2 separate regions of the Mus musculus genome follow, and region 1 is linked to region 2. A link is a contact called in public promoter capture Hi-C data. All regions are on one chromosome and are shown on one strand. The core of a region is the stretch at or near the end of the contact, and the rest is flanking DNA. Distances in the headings are between cores, read along the strand shown. Region 1 holds the start of Oasl2 (2'-5' oligoadenylate synthetase-like 2). Region 2 holds the start of Trpv4 (transient receptor potential cation channel, subfamily V, member 4).

What was found. Capture Hi-C pulls out chosen DNA fragments and counts their contacts.
Region 1: a contact with region 2 is called in a promoter capture Hi-C map of pancreatic islet. The contact joins the promoter of Oasl2 here to the promoter of Trpv4 in region 2. A contact is called at or near these places in 6 of 39 promoter capture datasets (the HPC-7 cell line, cranial neural crest, embryonic stem cells and 2 more), 1 of 15 datasets of contacts at CTCF or cohesin (embryonic stem cells), 3 of 484 Hi-C or Micro-C datasets (cortical neurons, embryonic stem cells and stem cell-derived primordial germ cell-like cells), 3 of 115 datasets of contacts at active chromatin or transcription factors (embryonic stem cells and memory CD8 T cells) and 3 of 9 other capture datasets (embryonic stem cells, liver and pancreatic islet).

What each region holds. Positions count from the first base shown.
Region 1 is chr5:114,892,817-114,899,212 of GRCm38.p6, reverse strand. Oasl2 (2'-5' oligoadenylate synthetase-like 2) reads right to left here and starts at 2,279. Exons shown (of 6, transcript NM_011854.2): 1 at 1,351-2,279. The coding sequence starts at 1,548.
Region 2 is chr5:114,656,588-114,662,714 of GRCm38.p6, reverse strand. It overlaps Trpv4 (transient receptor potential cation channel, subfamily V, member 4), which reads left to right and starts at 4,294. Exons shown (of 16, transcript NM_022017.3): 1 at 4,294-4,373.

The DNA of each region.
Region 1 (6,396 bases), core at 1,030-3,529, 240 kb before region 2:
GGAACTTGCTATAAGAACAGGTTTAACAGTCTTAAACTGGTAATCCTCCTGCCTCAACCTCCCGACTGCTGGGGTTACAGGTGAACGCTACCACACCCAGCTCTGGACTTCCTTTTTTTGTTGTTTGTTTCTTTCAAGTCCCAGAAGCCAAGAGGCTGCTACAAGCAATCGACCTAGGTCAGGCAGAAATTTGCAGGAACCAGAACACAAATGGGATACGATGTATCCTTTTGCAGCAGCTGTGGGAGTTTCCATTTCTGTCTTCAAAGCTTTTTGGCTAAGAACCCTCCCTGATCTCTGGTTTTGAAGGTTTGTTGAGATTTTTCTTCATCAAAAGCTCTTTCTCTCCCGTCTTAACCTCTGCTACCATGGCTCAGAGTTCCCAGGTAAAGTTGACTTACTCAAGTTAACTTAAGTTGTCATGCCGGGTGGTGGTGGCGCATGCCTTTAATCCCAGCACTTGGGAGGCAGAGACAGGCGGATTTCTGAGTTCGAGGCCAGCCTGGTCTACAAAGTGAGTTCCAGGACAGCCAAGACTATACAGAGAAACCCTGTCTCGAAAAACAAAAACAAAAAAAACAAAAAAAAAAAAACCACTTAAGTTGTCATTCATTTTAGCAGAATAAACAACACCCAGAGCTCTGATCCAAATGGTCTTGATTGGAGGGGGTGGGCTGTAAGTTTGTGTTTTTCTGGGAGAAACAGCTAGCCGTAGAATTACTTACACAGGCAGCCCTTAGAATCCCAATGGTTTACCAAGTAGTCTTGCTAGGTAATTTCTAACATGACCAATACTACTAACTTAGAGAACAATAGGTTTCCTTCACTTAGAAGTAAAGTAGTAGTCTTTTTTTTTTTCTTTCCTATCCTTTCCCCCTTTCCCTTTTCCTCCTTTCCCTTTTTCCCTTCCCTTCCCTTTCTCCAGACAGGGTTTCTCTATGCAGCCCTGGCTGCCCTGGAACTCACTCTATATCAGGCTGGCCTCGAACTCAGAAATCTGCCTGCCTCTACCTCTTGAGTGATGGGATTAAAAGCATGCAGGACCACACACGCCTGGCCAAGTATTATTTCTTAGACAGGAAGCAAAGGCACACATTTTATGGAAACCGGTGACTATGGTCCATTCAGGAACCAGAATCCCAAATTATCATTACCACCTCTGTCCTTCAGCATTGCAAGGCTAATTTTAAATGCACAGAAATTTTCTATGCTTTATCCCATTTACTGCTTCTACTAAACCCATCTTAAGAAGAGGACACAGACTCAGAGGGGGTGAAATGGCCCACCTCTCAAGTTCACAAGCCCCACAGGGCAGAGGTGAGCTTTAAACTCAGAACCCTGTGTGCTTACCTTCACCACCTTAATCACCCTGACTTCTTGGTCCAGGAGCAGCTCATCACGGAAGCACTGTTCCCGAAAGAACCTCTCGATTCTCTCCCAGGCATCCTGCCCTTCCTCTTTCCAGTCCCTCTGGGGCTGAAGGCTGTGTTCCAGGAAGTGGTCTAGACTGTCCCCAGGGGTCGCATACAGGTCGGGGAACGGGTCCATTTCAGCTGGGCCAGCCTGTCCTCTAGATAAATCCTCTGAGCTTCTGCTCAGCTCTGATGGGAGAAGCTTCCTGCAGCGTTCTCTGGAGGAGACAATGGGATGGAGAGTTGCATGGAAAGAAGAAAAGCGCTCTGCCCCTCCCTCCTTGGAGAAACTGGAAACAGAAACCAAGCTTTGACAAGAATTGAAAGTGAAACTGCAGGGAGATCCAGTTTACCTTCTTCAAGGCAGAAGGGAACAGGAGTTAAGGATGCAGTCTCCCCACCGGCTCTGTTGTGAGCACAGGATGTTGTTTACCACAACAGAGTAAGATTCAGCAGTTTCAGTGGCAGCGATTTGGCCACATAATCTCATCTGCCTGGTGATCTGGCAGTGGCAAATGCATTTATTTCATTCTTAATCACGCATAGTGTCTCCGTTACTAGTGGCGTCTCGAGCGATAGGGTTAGGCTAGGTTATTCCTGCTTATGCTGAGGGTCACAACATCCACACTCCACATTCCTAACTACCGACCTCAGCTAGTCTCCCCGAGGCTGCTCATCATCTGTGCAGGTGTCTTAGCTGAAGGCCATATCCAGGGTCAGACTCTCCAGCTGCAGGGCCCATCGAGGTGACATTTCTCTGATGCCTACCGCAGTCCCAAAGATGTGAGGCACAAAGGATTGCTCCTGGTCAATGGACAGCGTGAGGTAGTCTCACGATGTTTTCTGTCTAGTTATCTTCAGTGAGTGACGTGTTCTGGTTATCAGGTGCAGCCTTGGGTGTAGGATTAGGTTCCTGACTAAGCTTTTTTTTTTTTTTCATGCCTAAAAGGCAACTTTTGCCACAGTCACCACAAATAGTAACTTTCATATCACACTACCCAGGAAACACATCTATATATCCTGTCTTGGTTAGGGTTCCTATCTCTGCTATAAATACCATGTCCTGGGGAAGAATTTTGTTTGTTTGTTTGTTTTGGTTTGGTTTTGTTTTTGTTTTTTGAGACAGGGTTTCTCTGTGTAACCCTGGCTGTCCTGGAACTCACTCTCTAGATCAGGCTGGCCTGGAACTCAGAAATCCACCTGCCTCTGCCTCTCAAGTGCTGGGATCAAAGGCGTGTGCCACCACCGCCCAGCGGAGGAAAGGTTTTTTTTGTGGCATCTTCGAGATTGCCTACCATGCAGGGAAGTCAGGGCAGGAACTCAAGAACAGAGGCGGTGGATGAGTGTGTGCTGCTTATTGGTTTGCTCCTTATGGCTTGCTCAGTCTGCTTTTTCATACACCCCAGGACTGCCCCCCCAGGGTTGGCATGACCCAGAATGGACGGGGGGGGGGGGGGGGGGGGAAGGGGGCGGGACCCTCCCCCATCAATCACTAATTTAGCAAATGCCTCACAGGCTTGCCTAAAGGCCAGTTTTTGTTTTGTTTTGTTTTGTTTTGTTTTTCCCGAGACAGGGTTTCTCTATGTAGCCCTGGCTGTCCTGGAACTCACTCTGTAGACCAGGCTGGCCTCGAACTTAGAAATCTGCCTGCCTCTGCCTCCCAAGTGCTGGGATCAAAGGTGTGCGCCACCACTGCCCGGCTAAAGGCCAGTTTTATGGAAGTATTTTCTCAGTTGAGATTCTCTCTTCTCAGAAGAAGGAAGCTTGGATTGAGGTTTGAGGTGCTTGCTTGACACAGATGCTAGTAAGGATTTACTAGTAAGCTTGCTTACAAAATAACCAAGTAACGTGTTAACTCTCCTGTCCACCTGTGTAAAGGTGGATGGCCATTGGGGTCAAGGAGACCATGTCAACAAGGGGTCACTGAGTTGAAACAGAGCCCCAGAAACATTGAGGAAGGAGTCCTGTGCTTGTGGGTCCCGGGTGCCATGCCTCAGGTGTCAGATGACGTTGTAAGTAGTCTGGTGGAAACTGAAGATAGTCTAAACATATACTTTGTGTCTCTTAACCCATCAGACTACTATAATTGAAATGATGGGTCCCAAAGAAATGGTAATTTCCCCAAAAATCTCATGCTGGGAGAGGAAAGGGGGGCAGCCAGAGGGAAATCTTGTCTCCTAAAAACAGATTTCACACAAGTCTAACATCTTGTCAGAGTGCCTTCAGGATAAGACGAAGCCCAGGCAAGGAGGGGGTCGATGGTGAACCGGGACCACAGCTTGAAGGGGATGCTGTCTGTTATTCAGACTTTAATCTCACCTCAGGACCCCAGAGATGGCCTTTGGGGGGAGGGGTCTAGGTCTGCTTGATCTCTTGGTCCTTAACAAGGTCGCCACACTGAGTACATCTCCCTTTTCTGATTTCCATTACAATTTTTTTTAAAGGTTTATTTCTCTTTTAAAAATGTGAGGGCCGGGCGTGGTGGCGCACGCCTTTAATCCCAGCACTTGGGAGGCAGAGGCAGGAGGATTTCTGAGTTCGAGGCCAGCCTGGTCTACAAAGTGAGTTCCAGGACAGCCGGGGCTACACAGAGAAACCCTGTCTTGAAAAGCCAAAAAAAAAAATGTGAGCAGGTTGCCTGCCTGCATGTCTGTGCACCATGTTCATGTCTGGTGCTGAAAGACCCTCGAGGGGAGACCCTCACTCAGACACTCAAGTCCCGGGACAGCCGCGTACCCAAGAAGACACTGAGACCATACATAAAATGTAGAAGGCAAGATTTAATAAAGCAGCGACATGAAAGCACACAGACCAGAGCTCTGGGGTCGAAATAAAGCAGCAACATGAAAGCACAGAGACCAGAGCTCTGGGGTCGAAATTCATACACCTTTGCACAGGGTAGAGGAGTCTCGACGGTCAGCAAAAATTTTTTACAGGCTTATATAGTAAAACTCAAAGGGGGAGAACTGGGCAGGGAAAGTACAAGTTTACATCACTAGGGAGTTCTGCCAAAGGAATCTACGTAACTAAGGAGTCATGTCCTATCAAGGAACCTACGTAACTAAGGAGTACCTGGTTCATTTTGAGGTTGTTCCAGGAGGCCTTTATCTCAAAAATGTTCTTGGAACAGTTTTTAGTTGGGAGGGTTCGAACTTTAGGGTGAGGAGTTTTGGGGTGAAAAGTTTAGGAGTGTTACAATCTCTAGATGGGAGGGGGTGGGCTCCGAGGTAAAAAATTCATGTTTTCACAAGAGGCCAGTAATTTTCTATTCTTCATTCCCCACTTCTTCTTGTAAGTAATTCTAATCTTAGAATTTCAGAAGTCTATATCTCTATGTGGAGAATACTGCATTTACTCTATCTTTAACATGGGAACAGAAACAGAATAAGGTACGTAGATCAGATCTTTGGCTGGAACTGGTAAGATGTCCTTGGGGTACCCAGCTCGTTCACTGTAGCCAGTTGTGACCAGACTTCTTTCTGCACCACCTGTAAGCCTTTTAACTTAGTATACAGATCATTATTATAACAACATAGGTTTAAACACATCATTTAAGACAGTGATGGGCACAGGAGCCCCATAAAGGATCTCAAAAAGAGTAAAACTGAATCAAGAGGGAGTATTCTCAGTTTTAAATAGGGCAAGGGGAAGGGGCACCAAGTAAGTCTGTGCCAGTCTCTAGGATTAATTTTGTCAAGGTCTCTTTAGAGTTTTATTTATTCTTTTTTATCTTTCCTGAGCTCTGAGGTCTGTACACACAATGGAATTTTCATTTGACCTCTAAATACTTGGCCACACCCTGACTTACCTGGGCAACAAAGGCAGGACCATTATCTGACAGTATTGCTTTTGGCACTCCGAACCTTGGAAAATTTTTAATAATCTTCTTGATGACTATCTGAGTAGTCTCAGTTTTTTACAAGGAAAAGCTTTTATCTATCTTGAGAACGTTCACAAAAACCAGAAGGTATTCATACACATATTTTTTCAGTAAAGTCTATTTTTCAGTAGATGTCAGGTCTGTCTTCTCATGAGAGGACTAGTTTTTCTTTTTTCAGTTTTTACTATTTTATACAGGGTTTCTTTTACCAGTCTTAATTTGTCTATAACTTGATAGTCTTCAGACTGTCAGGATCATTGCTCTTTAGGATGCCTGGGCGGTTAGATTTGCCATCTGATTTCTTTTAGCCACAGCATCTTAGGTCTTTCTCTGCAGATGTCAACAGCTCTCTTGGTCTGTATATATAGAGCTTGTATTAAAGCCACAAGTTTAGCTTTTTGGGCTGAGGTCCCTTTAGGGAGGCTGCTGGCCTAGATCACTTGCTTTCTGTCCACCACTGCACTGCTGTCCCCGCCTTCCGCTTACCCTCAACCTCCAGGCTACTGCCATCCGTGTACCAGCTCAAACTCTCAGGCCAAGGCTGATCTGATCCTTCAGATCATTTCGAGTATGAGTTCCTTCTGCCAGAATGTCAGCACAATGATGAGTAGGTGAAGTCTCAGGCAGTAGTGAGATCGAGGATAGCAGGGGGAGCGAAGGTCACTCGTTCAGTCAAAGCTCTGACAATGTGTCCATCGGTCAGGGGAACAGTTGGATAATGCTTTTAAGAGCGTTAGTCAGCCATCGGTCATGGGGGCTGAACCACACTTTCTAGGACATGTGCCAAGTTTTGTCTCAGAGTCAATTTATCTGCGTCCTTGACCAGAAGCCACTATGTGCAGACAAGCAGGCCATCTTACAGCCACCAGGTCTAATTTCTTACAAGTATGCCACAGGTCTTTTTCAGGGTCCCAATCTCTGAGTAAGAACTTCTTTGGCAATACCTTTGTTCTCAGTCACATCTAGGAGTCCCAAAGTTGGGGACAACATTAGGGCAGTCTCAAGAGCATCCAAGGCCATCTAAGATTGTTACGAAGAGCTGTTTATCTCTTTAACTCAGCAAAACCTGGAATCCACAATCTGCAAAAGCCCGCAGTGCCCAGG
Region 2 (6,127 bases), core at 3,045-5,544:
CATTATACAGAAGGAAGGCAGGCTGGGTGAGGCAGGCTCGCCACTGCCCAGGGCCACACAGCTTCAAAGGATGATAGAGCCACACCAGGAACTGCTTGACATCAGAGAGCAGCTTTGCCTTCTAATCTCTTCCTGATGACCTAGGACACAGTTGCTTCCTACATGAGTCAAGTGGTCCAGCCATCTTCTGTATATTCATACCTACGAGGATACCTCATAGTCAACTCTACAGCATGTGTTGCTCTAAAAATAAGTCCCAATCCCCAGTCAACCACGGTGACTCCATTTCTTGCCTTCCCTCCGGCTCTAAGACCACAGCTACTTCAGTCTCTACTGAGTCCGTCACTTCCCGAACATTCAGCCATACAACATATGGCCTTTCAGGTCTGGCTTTTTCACTTAAAAAAAATTACATTTACTTATTTTTGTGTTCTCACACATGCCAGCATACATGTGGGGATCAAGAAGACAACTTGCAGGAATTGGTTCTCTCCTACTGTGTGGCTCCTCTGGATTGGGCTCAGGTTGTCAGCGCCTTTGCCCACTATTGTATGACAAAACTTTTGACTCTCATCTCAGACAAGGATCCCACAACCCACCAAAGTCCAGCTTGGTGAACCAATGAGTTTTATCGGATATCAGAGCTACTTTTTTTTTTTAAGATTTATTTACTTATTTTATGTATGTGAATACATTATAGCTGTTTTCAGACACACCAGAAGAGGGAGTCAGATCTCATTACAAGTGGTTGTGAACCACCATGTGGTTGCTGGGAATTGAACTCGGGACCTGTGGAAGAGCAGTCAGTGCTCTTAACCGCTGAGCCATCTCTCCAGCCCCTATCGGAGTTACTTACAGGAGCAAAAATGTCTCAAAGACAGCTGCCTCACCAAAGCCCATCCCCAGCATGGGTGACAGCTCACAGAACTGGGATGGCACTGCATAACCTGCTGGCATCTCCGGTGGTTTCTGCTTCTGCCTGACAGCAGGTCAGCTCTCATTCTTCTTTGCAGTACAGTACAGTTACTCTGCGTCTTCTTTGCAGCTTGACTGATTAGGCTTTCTCTGGCAGGGAGGAGCCTAGTGAATCTTTTCAGCTTCAAGAACTTCCTGAAGCTATTTGAGTTGTTTACCTTCCTGCCTAGGGAGCTTCCCTGCAGCATGGAATGTTTCAATCTCAGAGAAAACTGTTACATGACACCTCCTGAGTGGGGCGGGGGCGGGGGGGGGGCATCTTCACTTTTTTGAGGTTCAGCTTTATGGAAGGATGAATTGGTGACGTGTCCCCTTTCCATTGAGACTACTACTCCCTTGAACAGATGCAAACACCTGATTGATCTGTGTAAGTAACATCTGGGTTACTTTTAAGCTGTTTCCAATGCCACTGCTCTGAACACTCTCTAGTGTTTTTTTTTTTTTTTTTTTTTTTTACCAGACACGAGCTTTCGGTTCCTTCAGCTGTGTCCCTTGGAAATGAAATTGCTGAATCATGTGTCACTGTGTACTTAACATTTGAGGAACTGGCTGCTGGTTTTCCACATGATGTGGATGTTCAAAGCCTCGCTCTGTAGCCCTCTCTGTAGAGACCGTGTTCCTGTTGTCTGTGTCCAGCCCGAGGGTCTGCAACTTGAGTTTAAATCCTTCCAGTGATAGCATCCTCTACAAGTGGCCTGCCGGCTTTTTCCCTTCTAGACTGGCAGGAGGTGTCTAGGGCTGGTGATAAATCAGATCTTTGCTGTGACAACTGTCACATGAGGTCTAATTATCTTGTTCTGTAACCTGGTGCTAAGCTCCACAGCTCTTGGATCTCTATAGCACACGACACTGGGCCTGGCATACAGGGGGCACCCCATAAGCACAGGACACAAGACCTCCGCTGCCATCCAGGAGCCCCCAGAGGAGGAGTGATCCATCCCACCCTGGAGCTGTGTGGGATTCAGGACTGACACCTGCCCCTAAGGCTCTATGGGACTCCCTGACACTAATGTTTCTTCCCTCCCAGCAAAAAGTATCCCTGCTTGCTATCAACAGCCTCTTGTCTTTCAAGGTAGAGGCAGGAGGATCACCAGTCCAACAGGGGTCCTGAGGTATTCAGTGTCCCTAGCTTGTGTTTGCTGGGTACCTCACTACACTGTTCTCCCTGCTCCCCCTCCTGCCTGGGAAGATCCTGATGCTACAAACGAACCCTGTCCTCCTGAGTTTCCACTTCCCATGTGTAAGTCTACCCAGTGTTTGCCAAGGTCACAGTTTAAAAAAATGATTGATTATGTATATGAGTGCTGTATCTCCATGCACCTGCATGTCAAGAGAGGGCATTAGATCCCATTACGGATGGTTGTGAGCCACCACGTGGCTGCTGGGAATTGAACTCGGGACCTCTGGAAGAACAGCCAGTGCTCTTAACTGCTGAGCCATCTCTCCAGCCTCAAGATCACCACTTTGAATGTAGTATGCATGCACATGAGAGAGACCATCTCTGTGTGTGTGTGTGTGTGTGTGTGGTTGTACATCTGTGTGTGTCTCACTCTGTGTGCGTGTCTGTGCCTATGCCTGTCTTGCTGGGGACAGAACACAAAGACTCCCACACACTAGGCAAGCCCTCTATCCCAGCCTGTCTTGCTTCTAAGGACACAGATCAGTGACATTGAGGACATTCAGATTATGCAGCCACCATACCATCCAACACCTCTATTTTCTGCCTCTTGTGAAGCTAAAACTCTACCCAGTGAACAAGAACTTCACAGGTCTGGGTTCTACTAACCCAGGCTCTATCCATCAGACTCTTGCTGTGTAGCCCAGGTTGGCCTCAGCCATCCCAGTGTCAGGATGGCATACCTTGTTCAACCAGCTCTTGGTGTGTGGGATGCGGAAGGAAGCCAGAGGGTCGACCTTAGGAGTTTCTCAGGGTCATCCACGCTGTGTTTTGGCAGGGTCTCTGAGCCCCCGGGATCTGCCTGCCCCTACTTTCTTAGCACTGAGATCGTGAATGTGTGGAACCACATTGGGGATTTTTTAAAATCTGGATTCTGGTGGCTGAACTCAAGGCCTCGAGTTTACCCGGCAGGCACTTTACCAAACTGAGCCATCTCCCAGGCCAGGGCCCTCAACCCAAGCTTGTAAAAGCATCTGCTAAGCCCAGGTGTTGGCCCTGTTGACTAGATTCAGGGTCCTCTTGAAGAACCCCAAGCATCCACGTAGGGGCATTACCTAATCTGTGGCAGGGCAGAATTTTTATCCGGGTGTCCTTGTAGCTGTCAATCACCAGCCTCCTAGGCCGAGCCACAGTCTCTTTTGCATGGGAGCCTCAGTTTCCCAGTCTGTGAGATGGGACTGGGTGAGCAAGGCAACTAAGTGCTGAGGGTTCTTTCCTCCCCACCCTGAAGAACAAGTCAGCCTCTTTGATGGATGCCTCAGCCTCCGTTCAGCCCCAACTTCAGGTGTGAAAGGCCTGAGCTTCAGGCTTCCTGTCGGGGAGGTAAGGGGGCATCGCGCACACCCCCTCACGGCTGCCAGACAGCTGCCAGCTCACTCTGCTGGAGACCACGGCCACCCAAATAGCGATGTTCTTTCCCCACCCCAAGGCAGTGGCTTGCGGAGGCCCACCCTCCTATCCAGGCCTGTTTCCCAACTGTAAGTGGGCCCAGCTCACCTCAGGCTCAGTTAAAAGAGGTTTACTTGCCAATGCCACCCCGCTCCAAACACACAGCTTAATTAGTGAGTTAGCTATTAAGATTTAAGTTGGTCGCCATGTTGGTTTTTATTTAGGCCCCTTCAATCCTTCTTTCTACACCCCACCCCCAACCCCACCCCCCGGCCTGCTGTTTGCCCAGGCTGGTCATCCCTAGTACTGTGCTGCGGGCAGGCTGAACAAGGACCGCAAGGAAGTCGCTAGGCTCACCAAGGCAGTCCCCCACCCAGCCTAGGAAAAGGAACGGTGATGTTAGGGGCTCTGTAAAGACCTGGTGCCCCTAGCATCTTCCGGATGATGGCTATAGGTGGAGGTTCAGAATGGAGACTCTGAGGTTCAGACTTAAGGAGAGCCGTGGCTTGGTGGGTAGTGTGTGGGTGGGTGGCGGGGAGTCCTCTCCAGTGCCCGGTGTGCCTCGCGGGCTTTTTTCTACCAGCCTTTGATGGGTGTGAGCTGCCGGGCAAGCGGGTTCCCGGGCTGGGCAGGCGACGGCCTGGGCGCAGGAACCAGGGATGAATGGAAGAGCGAGGCACCGAGCCAGGTGGCGGCGCGCAGGCCGGGGAGGACCCTGGGGTGGGCGGGCGCGGGTGGGCGGGACCCCGCGGGGCGGCGCGGCCGAAGCGCAGCAGGAGGAGGACGCGGCCGGAGGGATCAGGAAGCGGCGGCGCTGCGCCCGCGTCCTGAGGTGAGTGGGGCTGCTCCGGGGAAGGGATCCGCGAGTTCCTCGCGACCCCTCCCAATGACGGGGTTCGAGGTTCGCCGTCCCCGCCGCGCGCGGGATAGCGGGAGGCGACGCCACCACGAAAGTCACCTGTGGATTGGGCGCCGACCTGGGATTGGGGGAGTGTGGTGCAGATCTAGGTCACCTAGACCCGAGTCCCGAAACCAAAGGCCAGGGGCGGCCACCTACCCCGGACCAGCTCCACTTAGGTAGGGCGCGTGGCAGGGATGGGCGCGTGGGAGGGAACTGCGCGCCCGCAGCTTCCAGGGCTGCTTTTTGGAGTTTCAGAGAGATGGCCCCGCCGGGGAGAGGATGCAAAACTTTAACCTTAGTTTTACCCTGGAGACTCGAAGTGGCCTCCTAGGACAGGAAGAGATTTCCAAACTCCCCATTTGACTGAAAAATCCAACTTCAGACTCCCTTGGGACTGTCTTCCATTCCAGAAGGGCCCAGCCCAGCCGTGCCCCGTCCCCTGTGTAGATGAAGAAACCCAGGCTTGGGGGTAAGGATGGAGCCTAGTGAGCTGAAACCTGGGCGCTGGCTGGCTGCTTTGAAAACCCTCCCCACTGGCCTGTCCACAGCCCGGGTTAGGAAGTACCGAGGGATGAAGTCCTCAGCCCGGACTGGGGAGGGGGTGGCACGAACCTTGTACTTCTGAGCGCACATCGCATGTGATCTTTGTTCAGCGAGGTAAGAAATCCTGGCAGAGCTGAGCCCGAATGCCTTGGCTGTTGGCCATGTGGGGACAGCTCAGGCCTGGTGCTGCCCAAGGTGAGGTGTCTGTCAGTCATCACTATGTTAGGAGCACAGTCTGGGTGGACTCTGGGCATGCTCTGCCCTCCTCTGCGGTGTGACCTTGGTCTAGTCCCCTAGCTGCCTGAACCGCAGTACTTCTTTAATATTGTTATGGGAACACATTCTGGGGCTGTTGAGGGAGCCCTGGAGGGGTTTGCCGCAGCAGTTTGAGCTGGCCATTCCATTTCCACACTGTCTTGACAGAGAATAGGAAAGGGCCATTTTATTTTATTTATTTATGCATTTATTTATGTATGTATTTATTTATTGGTTTTTTTCGAGACAGGGTTTCTCTGTGCAGTCCTGGCTGTCCTGGAACTCACTTTGTAGACCAGTGTGGCCTCAAACTCAGAAATCTACCCGCCTCTGCCTCCCAAGTGCTGGGATTAAAGGCATGCACCACCACTGCCTGGCGAAAAGGCCGTTTTAATGCCTTCCTCCTGTCTGCTGTAGAGAAGACCAAGGGAGACCTCCCCCCTCCTTCTTGATTTTTTCGGACATCTCTGGGAGCAGGGGCTCCCCACAATTGGCAAACATCCTTCTTGGCTTTGCTCAGACTCTCTTTGAAGCCAGAAGGGATGGTGGCATCAGAGGACATTTGTGTGAGATCCACTGGAGTCTGAGGTGTGCCTGGGTGGAGGATTCCTCTGAGCCCCGAGAAGGTGCCTGGACTTTCGAGGAAATCCAGATGCCGTATGTCCAAGAAGGAAGGCCTCCTCCTCTTCTGGCCCTCACCTGCTTCCCTGTCCCCAGTAGGGGCTTCTTGGAAGCTCGGTACCACAGGATGCTGGCCCCTTAGATTGAGATTGGCCTAGTTATCGTGTGAGGGGTGTGACCCGAGCTCATATGCCCCATTCTCGTCCCTTCCACAGCTGCAGCTCCTGGTGGGCAGCACTGTCTCATGCCTGAGGGAGGAAGACAGA